Linked DNA regions of Mus musculus: all the other regions are linked to region 2. Evidence: chromatin contacts called from public HiCAR-type and HiChIP or PLAC-seq data. All regions are on one chromosome and are shown on one strand. Each heading gives the region's core, a stretch centred on a gene start, on an enhancer-like site or on the middle of the called end of the contact. The rest is flanking DNA. Distances are from core to core; before and after follow the strand shown. Region 1 holds the start of Klf14 (Kruppel-like factor 14). Region 2 holds the start of BB283400 (expressed sequence BB283400). Region 3 holds the start of Flnc (filamin C, gamma).

The links. HiCAR-type assays count read pairs that join an accessible place to other places. HiChIP or PLAC-seq counts read pairs in DNA pulled down with a chosen protein or histone mark.
Region 1: a contact with region 2 is called in a HiCAR-type map of astrocytes, with 3 times the contacts expected there. The contact joins the promoter of Klf14 here to the promoter of BB283400 in region 2. A contact is called at or near these places in 9 of 39 promoter capture datasets (cranial neural crest, frontonasal cranial neural crest, hippocampal neurons and 5 more), 2 of 484 Hi-C or Micro-C datasets (both in embryonic stem cells), 3 of 115 datasets of contacts at active chromatin or transcription factors (astrocytes, embryonic forebrain and embryonic hindbrain) and 1 of 9 other capture datasets (liver).
Region 3: a FOXA1 HiChIP or PLAC-seq map of pancreatic cancer cells shows a contact between it and region 2. The contact joins the promoter of Flnc here to the promoter of BB283400 in region 2. A contact is called at or near these places in 2 of 39 promoter capture datasets (both in liver), 2 of 484 Hi-C or Micro-C datasets (both in embryonic stem cells) and 2 of 115 datasets of contacts at active chromatin or transcription factors (extraembryonic endoderm stem cells and pancreatic cancer cells).

What each region holds. Positions count from the first base shown.
Region 1 is chr6:30,956,429-30,960,753 of GRCm38.p6, forward strand. It overlaps Klf14 (Kruppel-like factor 14), which reads right to left and starts at 2,562. Exons shown (of 1, transcript NM_001135093.1): 1 at 1-2,562. The coding sequence starts at 2,269. The coding sequence ends at 1,292.
Region 2 is chr6:30,173,651-30,178,040 of GRCm38.p6, forward strand. BB283400 (expressed sequence BB283400) reads left to right here and starts at 2,973. Exons shown (of 1, transcript NR_038124.1): 1 at 2,973-4,390. Mirc35hg (microRNA cluster 35, host gene) reads right to left here and starts at 475. Exons shown (of 2, transcript NR_126540.1): 1 at 30-475.
Region 3 is chr6:29,430,800-29,435,078 of GRCm38.p6, forward strand. It overlaps Flnc (filamin C, gamma), which reads left to right and starts at 2,354. Exons shown (of 48, transcript NM_001081185.2): 1 at 2,354-3,014. The coding sequence starts at 2,660.

The sequences.
Region 1 (4,325 bases), core at 1,312-3,811, 780 kb after region 2:
CATCAGTGATTTCAATCCACAGTAGCTGGGACACACAACAGAAGAATACTTCTGATATCTTATTCCTTCAAGGGGGCAGAAGGGCCCTGAGGTTTTAACCTAAGATTCTGATGCTAGAGAAAGGTGCTCCTATTTGATAACAGCTATTGTCTAGCTGCTCTCACCCCAAATCCAAGACAGCAGCTCTCTAAAATTAACCAATCTCTCACTTTTCCCCCTCACCCACCAATTCACCTGTAACAGAAACAACAATGTACAGACCTTCACTGAAATTAAGCCCTACTAAGCCACTAAGAGGTGAATAGACTCTACTACCCCTAAGATTACTTAGGGTGGGGCATCAGGAACTTCATCTCTCCGCTCCAATGGAACAGCTAACAAAGGTTGTGAAAAGTGCTGTTTTGTACCTGTCCCACTCAAAAGTTACTTGGGCTTGCATTCTAGGTGAAGGAGAAGCTATTTCAGACCAGCCTTTTCTCTCTTGTGCTGTTATGATTGTTTCCAAAATACTTAACCAATCTCTCCATAATCGTGAGCCAGAAAGTTACCACCCCTGAGAAGGAATTGAAAAAAAAAAAAAAAAAAAAGGTTACAATGCGAGTGCGGGGTTCAAAATTACGCTATAGGAACTGCAAGCAGACTCATACCACTCCCCAGGCACCAAAAAGCATCTCCCAGCCATACATCCACAAAGCAGAGGTAGCTGGGGCAATCGGGAGAGTCAAAGACATTAGCTTCCCATCAACCTGAATTTTTGTTTACAAGATACCGAAAATAAATTAGTAAACATTGCTGTTTACAGAAATAGAAATATTTTCTGTTTCCAAAGGCCTCTCTTCATCCAAATCTGGACATTTCCAAGGCTGCCACCCTGGACACCCTCTCCAAAGTCCGCCCTGGCCAATGGGTGAGACACCAGAGTCATTTGGAACTGGGAGATCCTCCAGCATCTCAGAATTCAGTTTTACATCTCTGGTGCCATGGAGGGAAGAAACTTCAGTACGCTGGAGAGTTCATCCCTTCTCAAAGGTTCCTGCAGGCTGTTTGGAAGAAACCGTTCATTTCAGAAGATGTTTGTGTTGCAGGACTTCCTGCTATCTTCTGGCTCCCAGTCCCTCTCCAGAGTCCGACAAGTTTGTCTGAACCCATCCCCAGTGCGGAGCAACCAGTCTGTACCTCGGTCTAATGACCCTGGAAAATAGGAATGGACAGAGAGAAGGCATGGACAACGGCCTGGGGGGCAGCGGGGGTGGGGGTTGTGCTTGAGGGAAAGATAGACAGCAAGACAGTCCTACAGGCAAGCAGTGAAGCTGGTCTCCTGGCCAGAAGAGGAGCTGGAGTCGGAACCAGAGCTTTCCACCATGGCTGGGGGTGGTGGCTCAGGGCGGGGAGTGCGACGACGACCTCGGTACTCGATCATGTCGGGATGGTAAGTTGGATGGCGACGAGCATGCTTGGTCAGGTGGTCGCTCCGAGAGAACTGCTTGGGACACAGCGGGCAGGAGAAGCGCTTTTCACCGGTGTGCGTCCTGTAGTGGCGGGCTAGCTCATCAGAACGCGTAAACTTCTTGTCGCAGTCGAGCCAATCACAGGAGAAGGGGCGTTCCCCCGTGTGGGTACGCTGGTGTGACTTGAGGTGCGACGACTTGTAGTAGGCCTTGTTGCAGCCATGGAAGGAGCACTGATGTCGCTTGGATGCGGGCGTAATCTGCCTCCTTCGGTACGTCGGGCCCGTTGATGGCGCAGGGCGGGCCCCTGGGGGCCCCTCGGGCACTTCTCCGCTGTCATCCGGCTCCTCTGAGGCCTCAGGCGCATCCAGGATAGCAGAATCACTGCAGGAGCTCTCGGCGTCAGAGAGCTCATCCTCGAAGAAGGCCTGGGTAGGCTCAGAGCCCCCAGTAGGGCTGGAGCACCAGGTCGGCTCGAAGCAGCTAGTTGAGGCACACGGAGCTTCTTCGGAGTCTTCCCTGAAGTCTTCCCGGGCACCACAGCTTAAATCAGCCAAAGCGCTCGCAGCCAGCAGGTGGGGCGCGCCATCGCCTTCTCCGGGGCTCGGGGTGGGGACCTGGAGGACTGGGGGTATCCACAGCACCCCCCGTGACCCGGTACCCTTCCCCGCCGACTCCCGAGACACTGCACCCACCTCGGAGACAGCCGCTGCGCTCGCGCCTTCGGGGTCCGTTGCGCGCCGGTGCAGCACGGCGCGGGTGGACATAGACACCAGGCACTCGGCAGCGAAGTAGTCCAGGCAAGCCACGGCGGCCGACATGCTGGCGGCGCCCGGTTGCGGGCGAGCGCCGTCCGAGCGCGGCCAGCCGCGGGCCGGAGAGTCCCCGGGAGCGTCCGTCCCGCCGCTTGGAGCCAGACGAGCTGGAAGCCGGTGCGCGCCGCTCGCCGCCCGCAGCCGCTGCTGCCGGAGCCGAGCCCGCCCCGCCTGACGCGCCCTGACGCACTGAAGCCTGCGGGGGTGGCGGGGACCCGCCCCGGCCCGAGGACACCCCTGGATCGCGCTGCCGCGCGGGCTATGGCATTCCCAGCAGCCTGGGAAATTATCTTGTCTGCGCTTTCTCTCCGCTGCTGGCGAGCCAGGTAATTTCAATGCGCGCAAGTCCCGGATCGCAACTTCTGGGCAGCCTGCCGGCCTCGCCCCCCTCGCCCCTGGTCTCTGGCCAGCTGGGTGTCAGGCAGAGTCCTAGAAACTTTTTTTTATCCTCTAAGGGGGAGGAGGGAGCGGCGAGGGAAAAAAAAGCGGCGCTAATACCTGACTTGTCTTTCGCTTCGCAAACGCGATCGCTGGCGAAGTGGGCTGCGATTGCGTTTGACTCGCGTCCACCGCTCACAGCTCAAATGGAAAATAGCCCCAAGTCTTCATCCAAAAGAAAACGGGGGCGAAACAAAGTTTTCTCATTTAGCAGTTCGGCTGTTAATGCAGGATCGGCAGCCTTGTCGCCAATAGATCACCGCGTAGCCATTAATTAATAGCGTTTTGAATCAGAAACGGTTTTAACCCTGGCGAGAGCAAAGAATCATCCCCGCTTGAAATAGAAACTTAAAATCCTTGAAGTAACGATTTAACTATTCAAGCAACGAAAGAAAAAAACGCACGTTTAAACTGCATTAACCTGTCACAGGCACACAAACAAATATCCACGCTGAAATATAAATTACAGACTAGCAGCGAGATAAACACATTAAAATGGACTCCCACAATTTTAATAATAGAAAGTCACGTTTCCAATTAGGCAACCTCTTCTAGTTCTCTTTTGACAAAAAAATTAAAATTAAGAATATGCAGCAAAATAGTATAGAATGCTCATCCAGTGGTTTATGACTGTGGGGGCTTTTTCTTTTTTATAATCAAATATGAATGATTTCTTTCACATGCCTTCACGGCTTTATTTGCCCCCCTTTTTATTTTTTAAAAATTAAAAACCCCACAGAAAATAAACAGGATGATTTCTAAATGTAGTGCTACCACGGTTTGGGATGTACATAGGCTTTACTTTTGTACTATTACGTTATGTGCACTTTATTTGCAATGCTTCACTATTTTTTTCTTTGGAAAAGTAAAATGATACACATGCTTCAAGAATAACATATGTCCATATACTTGATGATTAGAATAATCAAATATGATATTTTTGTCGTGTTTGCTTCAAATTTTAAATTTATATTAAGCATCCAGAGAGGGTAGAATGTCATTTCCCTCGTTTCTCTAGCACTGTTCGTTTTCTCCCTCGCTAATCAGTATCATAAAGGGTAAATTCTTCTAACATTTGCTGTGCTTTATTACACAGCTACCTAAGTATGTAAATAGACCCATGTATCTTTGTTAGTGTATTTTAAATGTGGGCAAGTGTTACTGTGCTGCACATGTCTCTTTGCAGCTTGCTTCTCCCAGCATGATTTGTGGGTTGATACCTGTAGAACTGACTGTCCATTTCAGCAGTTTTAAAATAGTATTGGCAGTTGTATTATTTTTAAAGAGACCCAATTCTAAAACGGATTCATTTTTGTTAAAGATACTGCCTCAAATTTTCAGATGCTGCAGCAATCCATACATGAACATTCTCTGAGAATGATTTAGTACCTGATTTTTCTTTTAAATTTATGCTTTAGAAAAACGTGTGGAGATATTTTAAAATGATGAGAGAATATAATACAAGTGTACCTGTCTGGTATAATTCATAAATGTTACTATTTTGTCATATCTGTTTTAGATCTTCTTTTTAAACTTTAACTAGTCATCATTTCTGATGAAATTCAAGTCCCCTCTGCCTCTCTGGCTGCACTCTCCAGCCTTCCCCCAAAGGCAAACTCTATCA
Region 2 (4,390 bases), core at 1,723-4,222:
CTCCGCCCGGCCCCGCCCCGCACACTCACCTGCGCCGGCTCCGGGCTGGGCTCACCGCCGCCTCCCAGCTCTGCTCCGAGTCCACACCCGAGGAACTAGGCAAAAAAAGGGCCCTCGTTTGGAGCGGGCCCAATGGACAGAACTTGAGGCGTGCCCAGGTTGAGCCGAGAGCGGCGCCCCAAATCACCAGGACCTTGGCGGGAGGAGGTGGCGCCGGAGCGCGGAGCCCAGCGGGGGAACAAAGAGGAGCCGGGATGGGGCCGCGCGCTTCCTGGGTGTCGGGTGACAGGTCTGCAGGGGAAGGCCCCGGCCGAGCCACCTGAGGAGGAGCCTCTTCCACGCAGCAGGCGGGGTAGGGCTGAATGGTCACCGAGCCCCAGAGGCAGACGAAAGGGGTGCACCAGGTGTGACGATCGTGTTCAAGGAAGGAGGCTAGCAGGCTCCGGCGCCGAGACCCGGGGGCTCGACGGAGTGCAGAGATAATGACTCCGGGAGGGTTTTACCGCCCCCAGCGCCCCGCCCGCCCCCCGCGCCGCGCCATTGGCTCAGGTGCTGTGGGGCGGGGGAGGGACGGGAGGCGGACCGAAGATGATTCACCTTGAATGTTGCTCCGGTTGGTGCGCGTCGTAGGGCACGCCCGACCGGGACTGCGGATACGTCGCGAGCCCCGCCTGTTCGCCGAACCCAGCTGGGTTTGGCCCCTAAGGGGTCCCGCTGCCCACTCGCTGTTCTAGCCTCCTACCTTGGGCTGGGGTGCCGCCGGCCGAGGTGTGCCCCGATGCCCTACCATCCCACCTCCCTCTGAACCCCTTGCTAGCCAAGGTGTGTGTAGCACAGCAAACTTGGAAATCCGACTCTGGGCTGGGGGAGGGGAAGTGCGTTTGGAGGCCAGGAGTACTGTGGGACCACACTAGACGGTACTCTGCAGCCGGAGAACTGGCCACAGTCTGTTCTGCCTCGGTGGGAGCACCCTGGCCCGAAGGTAGAGAGTTGGAGTGGGCACCAGAGGCTCGCCACTCGTCCTAACCCACCTTTGCCTAGCCCTGAAGCCTCACAGGTGTCTGGCCGCCGCCGCCGCAGGGAACAAAGACCGCCTGTCCCGGAAGGGGGAGGGGAAGGGAAGCCACCCCCAGACCCCTTCCCATCTCCCTTCCTGCCCCTCCACTGCCGCAGTGGCTCCCCCGGGAGGGGGCGGGGCCATCTGGAACGAGGACGGGGATTAGATCCCTCGGAACCTTCTTAGCTAGGATGCCACCCCGGAGCCTCTGGGGAGGAGCAGAGTTAAGGTACACCCTAGCTGTCTCGTTTGAAGTGGCCTCTTCCTTCTCCCCAGCATCCTGAGACCAGAGAGTGCGCACATCCCCCTCCCCTGCTTTGAGCGCCCTCCCATTCCCTGCCGCGCCCGGCTGCCCCAGACGGCAACCACAGTTCAAAACCAGATTAAAATAAAACGTTAATCCGCCTTCCTCCCTTTTAGCTCCTAGTTCTCCCAATGAATCCGGGCAGGTCTGACCGCCTAGAAGCCTCTAAAACCGGGTGTGGGGGTGGGGTGGGGCTTAGCTGATGTTCCCACCAAACTAAAGGGCCCTTGCGCTGAGACTGAAAACCTTGAGCTCAAGCGAAGTAAATGGATTAGGGGAACCGAGCCCCTGGATTCCTCCCTCCCCTGCTGTCTGCCAGGGTCCGAGAATGACGCTGCAGATACGAACCCTTCTAGATACTCAGCTCCTGGGCAAGACCTGCTTCAGCCATGGATGTTACAGACAGATGGCTCCGGAGGCAAGACCCACCCCAAGGCAGGAAGGCCAGGACCCGCTTGTCCCTCTCCCAGCACAGTTGGGGATGGGACGTGATGCACCAGAACCGAACAGGAAGAGCAGGGCACGACCCGACAGACCTCAGGGGGGTGTGGTGACTCTACATTAACCCTCCCTGTCCCGCCTCCTTCCCTTTCCATCCCTGTGGCCCTGAACCTCACTGCCGGCCGGCATCTCCACTCACGCCCTACCTGGTCCCTAGGCCTGTCCGGCACCAGGCGGTCACAGCTCTGTGTGCTCGGACGCGCAGGCCACACCGGCTGCGAGTGACCCCCTAGTCCTGCCGCGCCCCTTTATAGCGTACGCCCCGCCCCCCCGCGCCTCGCCTGGGCCCATTCACCTGCTGTCGAGAACCAGACACCGCAGAACGGAAAGCTAGCCGCTCGGCTGCGGGGTCCCGCCGTCGGACTCGAAGGGCGGGGGCGCGGGTGAGATGGATCCGGTTTCTACCTTTCTTAAATGCTCTGTTGAAAGTCGAGACAGCCCCCGCCCAAGAGCCAGCGTCGCTTGCTGCCCGCGCAGCTCCCTTCTCACCCTGAGACCCCCCAGCCTCACTCTAGGAGGGGCCGTGAAATTGCACCCGCAAGGTCCTCATACATATTTTAGGTAGCAGGCTCGACCAGTAACTGGAGCTGGACCGGAGTGGTGAGGGGGCGGTCCCCAGGGACCCGATATCCCAGATCGCTTACAGCCCGGGGCTCCGGTCGGTGAAGAGCTCGGACGAACCCAGATCCTTACTTTGCTGGCCCGCCGAGTGTACCCAAGGCTGCATGCAAGTATCCTACCCTTCCAACTTGTGCCTACGAGCTGCGGTATTCCCCACCTACAGATACAGAGATCCCTCCCTTCCAGAGGACAACGACCCTCTCGGGCCAGAGCCGAGCTGTTAGAGACATGTAGTTTGCTTCCCGACCCTGGATCACGGTTTAGAAGGGGCCTTACTTACGCCTCACCCCACCCCCACGCCCCCACGCCCCCACGCCTACAAGATCTTGTGCTTAGGCTCTTGAACCTCAGAGCCTTACCTGGTCCCTAGGCCCGTGGGGTACTGAGTGGCCAGCACGCCCTGTGCCAGGCAGGGCACGTAGACTCAGCGTTCCTAGCATCTCTCAGCGTGTCCATTATTCTTCCCCAACCTCTGCCCTGTGCAATCTACCTAATCCCAACCTCTCACTCCCTCGTGTTAGCCCCAGTTGTGCCGAAAATGTTGAGTGAGGAGTTAGTCCTCAGGTTCCATCTCCCTTTCCACTAATATGTATCAGCCTCGGGGATAGGGTTGCTGTGCGGACTACAAGCCCCGAGACCAACCCACTTCTTGGGCTCTTAGGAACAGTGGGGGCCTCGTGCTTTCAGTTTGGTCCTGTGCTCCCTCCAGCCGTGGTTTTTGTTGTTGTTGTTTTGGGGGTTTTTGTTTTTGGGTTTTTTGGGTTGTTGTTTTGTTTTTGATATATATCTTTCTGGAATGCTCAAAGCGGCTGTGATCTGCTTATCATATGAAGACACAATTGCCAGATTCTCTTCACCTCTATGAGCTTTGGTTTTTCCATTTGCAAAAATGGAAAACATAAATTCTACCTCTTGCCGGGCGGTGGTGGCACACGCCTTTAATCCCAGCACTTGGGAAGCAGAGGCAGGCAGATTTATGAGTTCGAGGCCAGCCTGGTCTACAAAGTGTGTAGCCCAGGACAGCCAGGGCTACACAGAGAAACCCTGTCTCGAAAAAAACAAATAAAAATAAAAATAAATCTACCTCTTGCAAGACCCTGCACCCTGGTTCTGCCATGGTTTCTCAGACTCCTGGGAAATCTCCCTTCCCTTTTTCCACAGGGCCATTCATGGGGATGTGGGCTTACTGTGTTGGCCCAGAATGGGCCCCAGCTCTAAGGGTGAGGCGTTGCTGTAGTATCTAGATGCTCATGGATGGACTCTCAAAGGGCTGTTTCAAAACCCGAGTAACTCGCTGCCTCCAAGGGCTGTGTTTGTGCCTCTGGGAGTTTCTCTCCGAGAGGCTGCAGAATCCTGGGAGTCTCTGCTGGAGCTCAGGAGAAACCCTCCAGCTGCGGAAGGCGCGGAGGTGACCAGCCTGAAAGAATGAAACACGCCCACAAATGGAAGGAGAGCCTCACGTCGCTCTCAAAAGAACACGAAGCCGGGCTGGAGGCGCACACCTGTAGACTCTGCCTCAGGGCGGCTGCAGCAAGAGGATCCCAGGTTAAGGCCAGCCTGGAATGCATATCGAGTTCCTGTTGCCCGATGCGTTAGTTAGTTAGTTAGAGCATTCATTTAAATCAGCTGAATAGGATAGATATGTAGCCATATCTTGGGAATTATCTGGGCATTCAATGAAACATACAAAGGACACATCGGTTCGTGTTTGTGAAAAAAAAAATTATGAACGGATGAGGTGTGTTTTAACGTCACCTTTTCATGTTCTAAAGAAAATGGAAGAATTTTAACGTTTTTTTTCTTGATGTTTTTGTGATTTTTTTCTTGTGTTTTTCTAGACTGTACCAAGCGAATTGTCTATCTATGACCTTTTAATTACAAATTAAACTCAAAAGTTGGTTGTTTAA
Region 3 (4,279 bases), core at 1,104-3,603, 740 kb before region 2:
GGGGCCCCTCTTGGCAGGCCCTGGGACAGCATTGCGCACGGTCTGTTCTGCCCGCATGGCTGAGGCAGAGGCCTGGGCTCATGGGCTATATTGAGGGCTGAGTCACCAGCCTGCGCCTGGGTAGGCTGACTGTGACAGGCTGCTGGGGCCTGAGTCAGGCCCCGATTTATCCTGGAGAGCAACAGGCTCGAGTTTCGGGGAGGAGGGTGCCGGGAATCGTCCGTTGGCACTCTGTACCCTGCTCTGCTGACCTGTGGGGCCTGCACACCCATCTCCCAGATCTCCCAGAGTGAGATAATGAAGCGAAAAGACTGCTAGGGAGGCTATCCTCCCTCGGGAGGCAGGTCTCTCTGCCCTTGCTAGATCCCCTCTGATCATTTCCACCTCAGAGTCCCTGGCCCGACTGGAGATCCTCATAACACCCACCAGGTGGCTGAGAGCCATGAGGGGCTGACTATAACAGTTCAGCTCCCAGTACTCTGCCCAAACCCCTACTTCTCTCTCTAGTAGTTCTGAGAGTAATCTCTTCCAGATCTGTATTTTGGTTTCTTCAACAGAGACAATATTACAGAGCCTACTCAAGTGGGCTGTCAAAAGTCTGTCTTCATACACACACACACACACACACACACACACACACACACAACTTTGCTTGCGTGATCCAGCTCTGTATCCAGAGCTAGGCATCCCTCCACAGGAGAGCTGTGTCTTTCAAATAGACAGTGCTGGTGCCTGCTGGGGGTTTTGGCTGAGGGGTGAAGGTAGCGCTCTGGGAGAATGACAGTTTGGGAGACAAGGAGGGGGCTGCCAACAGGAGAGTGGAATTCCTAAGCGCCTTGTCACAGGCAGCCAACGAACATGAGCTGCGGGGCACTAGCTATTTATACCTCTCCTGTCACTATCAGGGCCTCCAGAGACACCCCTGCTCCACACACCATGCACCACAGGGCTCTTTTCTGCTCCTGGCCCTTTCTGCCCTCCCCCTCCCTCCTAAGGACCAGGCCTTCTCCTTAGGTGAGAAGGAAAAAGAAATGATTGCTGGGAGCTTCACCATAAGCTCCGCCTCCCCCAACTCCTTTCCAAGTCCATAGTGGGCACCGCTGTCGTCTGCCCTTGAGGAAAGAGCTCCCAAAGATGCTTTATTATTGCCTTTCCTTTCATTATGACTGCGAGGAGGGAAATAAGGTAAAATGATTTACCCAAGCCTCAGCGGTCACATGGCTTGAATTAAGGACTGTCTTCCTTCAAAGCTAAGCTTACTTAGTCTCGAAGGATGGGGAAGCAGTGGACACACATCTGACCTCTCCTTGCGATGTAAATTCATTTGTAGGTCCTTCCCTTGTGTGTGGCAGGCAGCTTGGATTGCCTCAGTTTCTCTGTTGTGAACATTTCCCATGTCTCTCACCTTATTGGGCTTGCCCTCAACCCAATCCTGCCTAGGCTTCTAGCCTGCCTCCCTTCCTGCCCGCTTTGCCCCTGGCCCTGCCCACTTGCCCCAGTCACATTTCCCTTGGCTGCTCTGCCAGGGCTCTTCCTGCTATTTGGCACACTTCTACTTTCCCTGGGAAGATCTGCCCTGTGGCTCATGTGGGCACATTGCCCAGGGGGCTCCCTGGTACTACCTGGGCAGCCCTTTTGTCCTCTCATCAACTTGGTTGAGTCACGGGGGGGGGGGGGGCGCACACAAAGTGACTCACTGGGTACCCTTGTTCTGAGCTCAGCTTCATTCTGAGCCAGTGAGTCTAAATGGGCTAATGACCAGGGACACTGAGTCAGGTCAGGAGCCTTGGTTTCCCTGTGGCCCTGGGTTTGGATTCCAAATAACGGTTTAAGCATTTTTTTCTTGTAAAGTGGCAAAAGTCATGGAGCCCCCTTGAACTCAGTCTCTCCTGGTCAATGTCCCTGCTCCTTCTGGTGTTCTCTCTCTCTCTCTCTCTCTCTCTCTCTCTCTCTCTCTCTCTCTCTCTCTCACACACACACACACACACACACAATTTCCTTTCTGAGTTCTTCACAGGTGGACAATACAACCAGGCTAGAAGCCAGGACTCCTAGGCTGTGTCAACAGCCTTGTCACCAACTCCAGAAAGTTCTGTCAACACCAGATCAGTTTGTCTAGCCCTAACCACTGCCTCAGTTTCCCCATTACTTTCTTTAACCCAATCTGAGTGTGGAAGGAGTGTCCCTCATCCCTAAATGGCTAAGACTAGGTTGGGGTGTACAGTGTGCATGGGGAAGCTCAGGGCCAGCGCCCCCACCCCATCCCCGCTCCTGCTGAGGACTGCGTGGAGGAGGGGCGGGCGGAGGCGGGGCCGTGGGGCTCAGCGCGGCCCCCACCCGCGGGCCGGGCGGCATTCCTGGGAGGCCGGCGCTCTGACGTGGACCCTGGGGCTGCGGGCGCGGCGGGGGGGTCGGCAGCCCGGGGGCTTCTTAAACCCACTGCCCCGGCCCGGCCCGCACTTCCCGAGCACCGCTCCGCCCCGGGAGAGAGAGAGAGCCCTAGCCGGACAGCCCAGCAGCTCAGCCCAAGAGGCCAGCGAGCCCCGCCGCCCAGAGCGCTAACGAAGTCTCCGAGAACTCGGTGTCCCCGCGTCCCGCCCCGACAGCACCCACAGCCCGATCCCCAGGCCGTACTCCCCCGGCCCCCCGCCGCGCCACCATGATGAACAACAGCAACTATTCGGACGCCTCCGGCCTCGGCCTGGTTGACGAGGCGGACGAGATGCCGTCCACGGAGAAGGACCTAGCGGAGGACGCACCGTGGAAGAAGATCCAGCAGAACACATTCACGCGGTGGTGCAACGAGCATCTCAAGTGTGTGGGCAAGCGCCTGACCGACCTGCAGCGAGACCTCAGCGACGGGCTGCGCCTCATCGCGCTGCTCGAAGTGCTCAGCCAGAAGCGCATGTACCGCAAGTTCCACCCGCGCCCCAACTTCCGCCAAATGAAGCTGGAAAATGTGTCTGTGGCCCTGGAGTTCCTGGAGCGGGAACACATCAAGCTCGTGTCCATCGGTCAGTGCGGGGGTCACAGGGAACGGTCACAGCGGGGGTAGGAACAGGTCACATAGGTGCGGGTACTGAGATCCGGAACAGAAAACCTTTCCCTTGCCTGGTCTGATTTCTCCCTCGCCAGTACAGGCTGGAGCCCAGATACCCCTCTAGGACAGGTGGCACCCCTGAGAAGTTCCCTTCCGAAGTTGTCCAAACATCTTAGCTTCAGCCTCCCTACACACACTCCTACCGACCTGCCCAAAGTCCCCTCTTTTCCTTCCACCGGGCCACCCTTGCTTGCACATGCTTGCGAGGACAGGGCTGGTGCCCAGTGCTAATTCCTTGGGGGCGTATCCCGCCACCCACATGAAAGCAAATGGCTTCCCATCGCCTTCGTCGCTGGGCAAAAGCAGTCTTAAGACAGGTTCCAGTCGTCTCTGGGTTCTCAGGGCCCTGAGGCCAGGGAGACTAGTGGCCTGAAGCTCGCTGATGCGCTTGGCAGGCATGTGCTCCCCATCTGGGATCTGGCCGGACTAGAGCAAACAGAACCCGGCCTCAGAAACCTAAAAAGGCACTGAGCAACGTCCTGGGAGCTTTAACCCCTGATTGCCCTGGTCGTTTAGGTCGTCTGGGAGGGGGACTCCTGCCTGTCCATGCCCTGTTCCAACCCACCACCTGGCCTGGGATTGGCTACAGCTAAGGGTCAAGCTGCCCTGGAGGGAGGGGAAGGCTGAGGAAGAGAGGAAGTCATTGAGTGTAACCAGATTTGGAAGGTGTGTCAGTTCTGAGTGGGGGTAGGGAGGCGCAGGAGTCTAGAGAGTCCAGAAGCCCAGGGTGGGTTTTGAGTGGCAAGAAGATACCTTACTTTTCACAGCCCTATCCCGCTAGGACCAAGGTTTCCAGTTTGCGTCTTGGGTGAACTCTTAGAGCCCTTCTGGGATGTACTAGAAGGACCCCCCTGGGAGGATGCACCCCAGACCCTGGAAGGGAACTGTATATGGAACCAGGTGATGCCCACCACTACAAGCTGCCCCCAGAGACTTCAATATTTAACTAGGTATCTGCCCCCTCCCTAGTCTCCCTCATGGCCATCTCCAGGTCTCCGGAATTAGCAGCTGAGATCAGTCCGGGGCCCTTTGCCCTGTTCAGGCTTCTTCCTGGGCCTTACCTCTTCCAGTCCCAGTACTAACCCCCCCCCCCTACACACACACACACACACACACACACACACACACACACACCCCACCCTCCTGCTCTGGCCTGGAAATAGCCCTGTCTCCGTGACA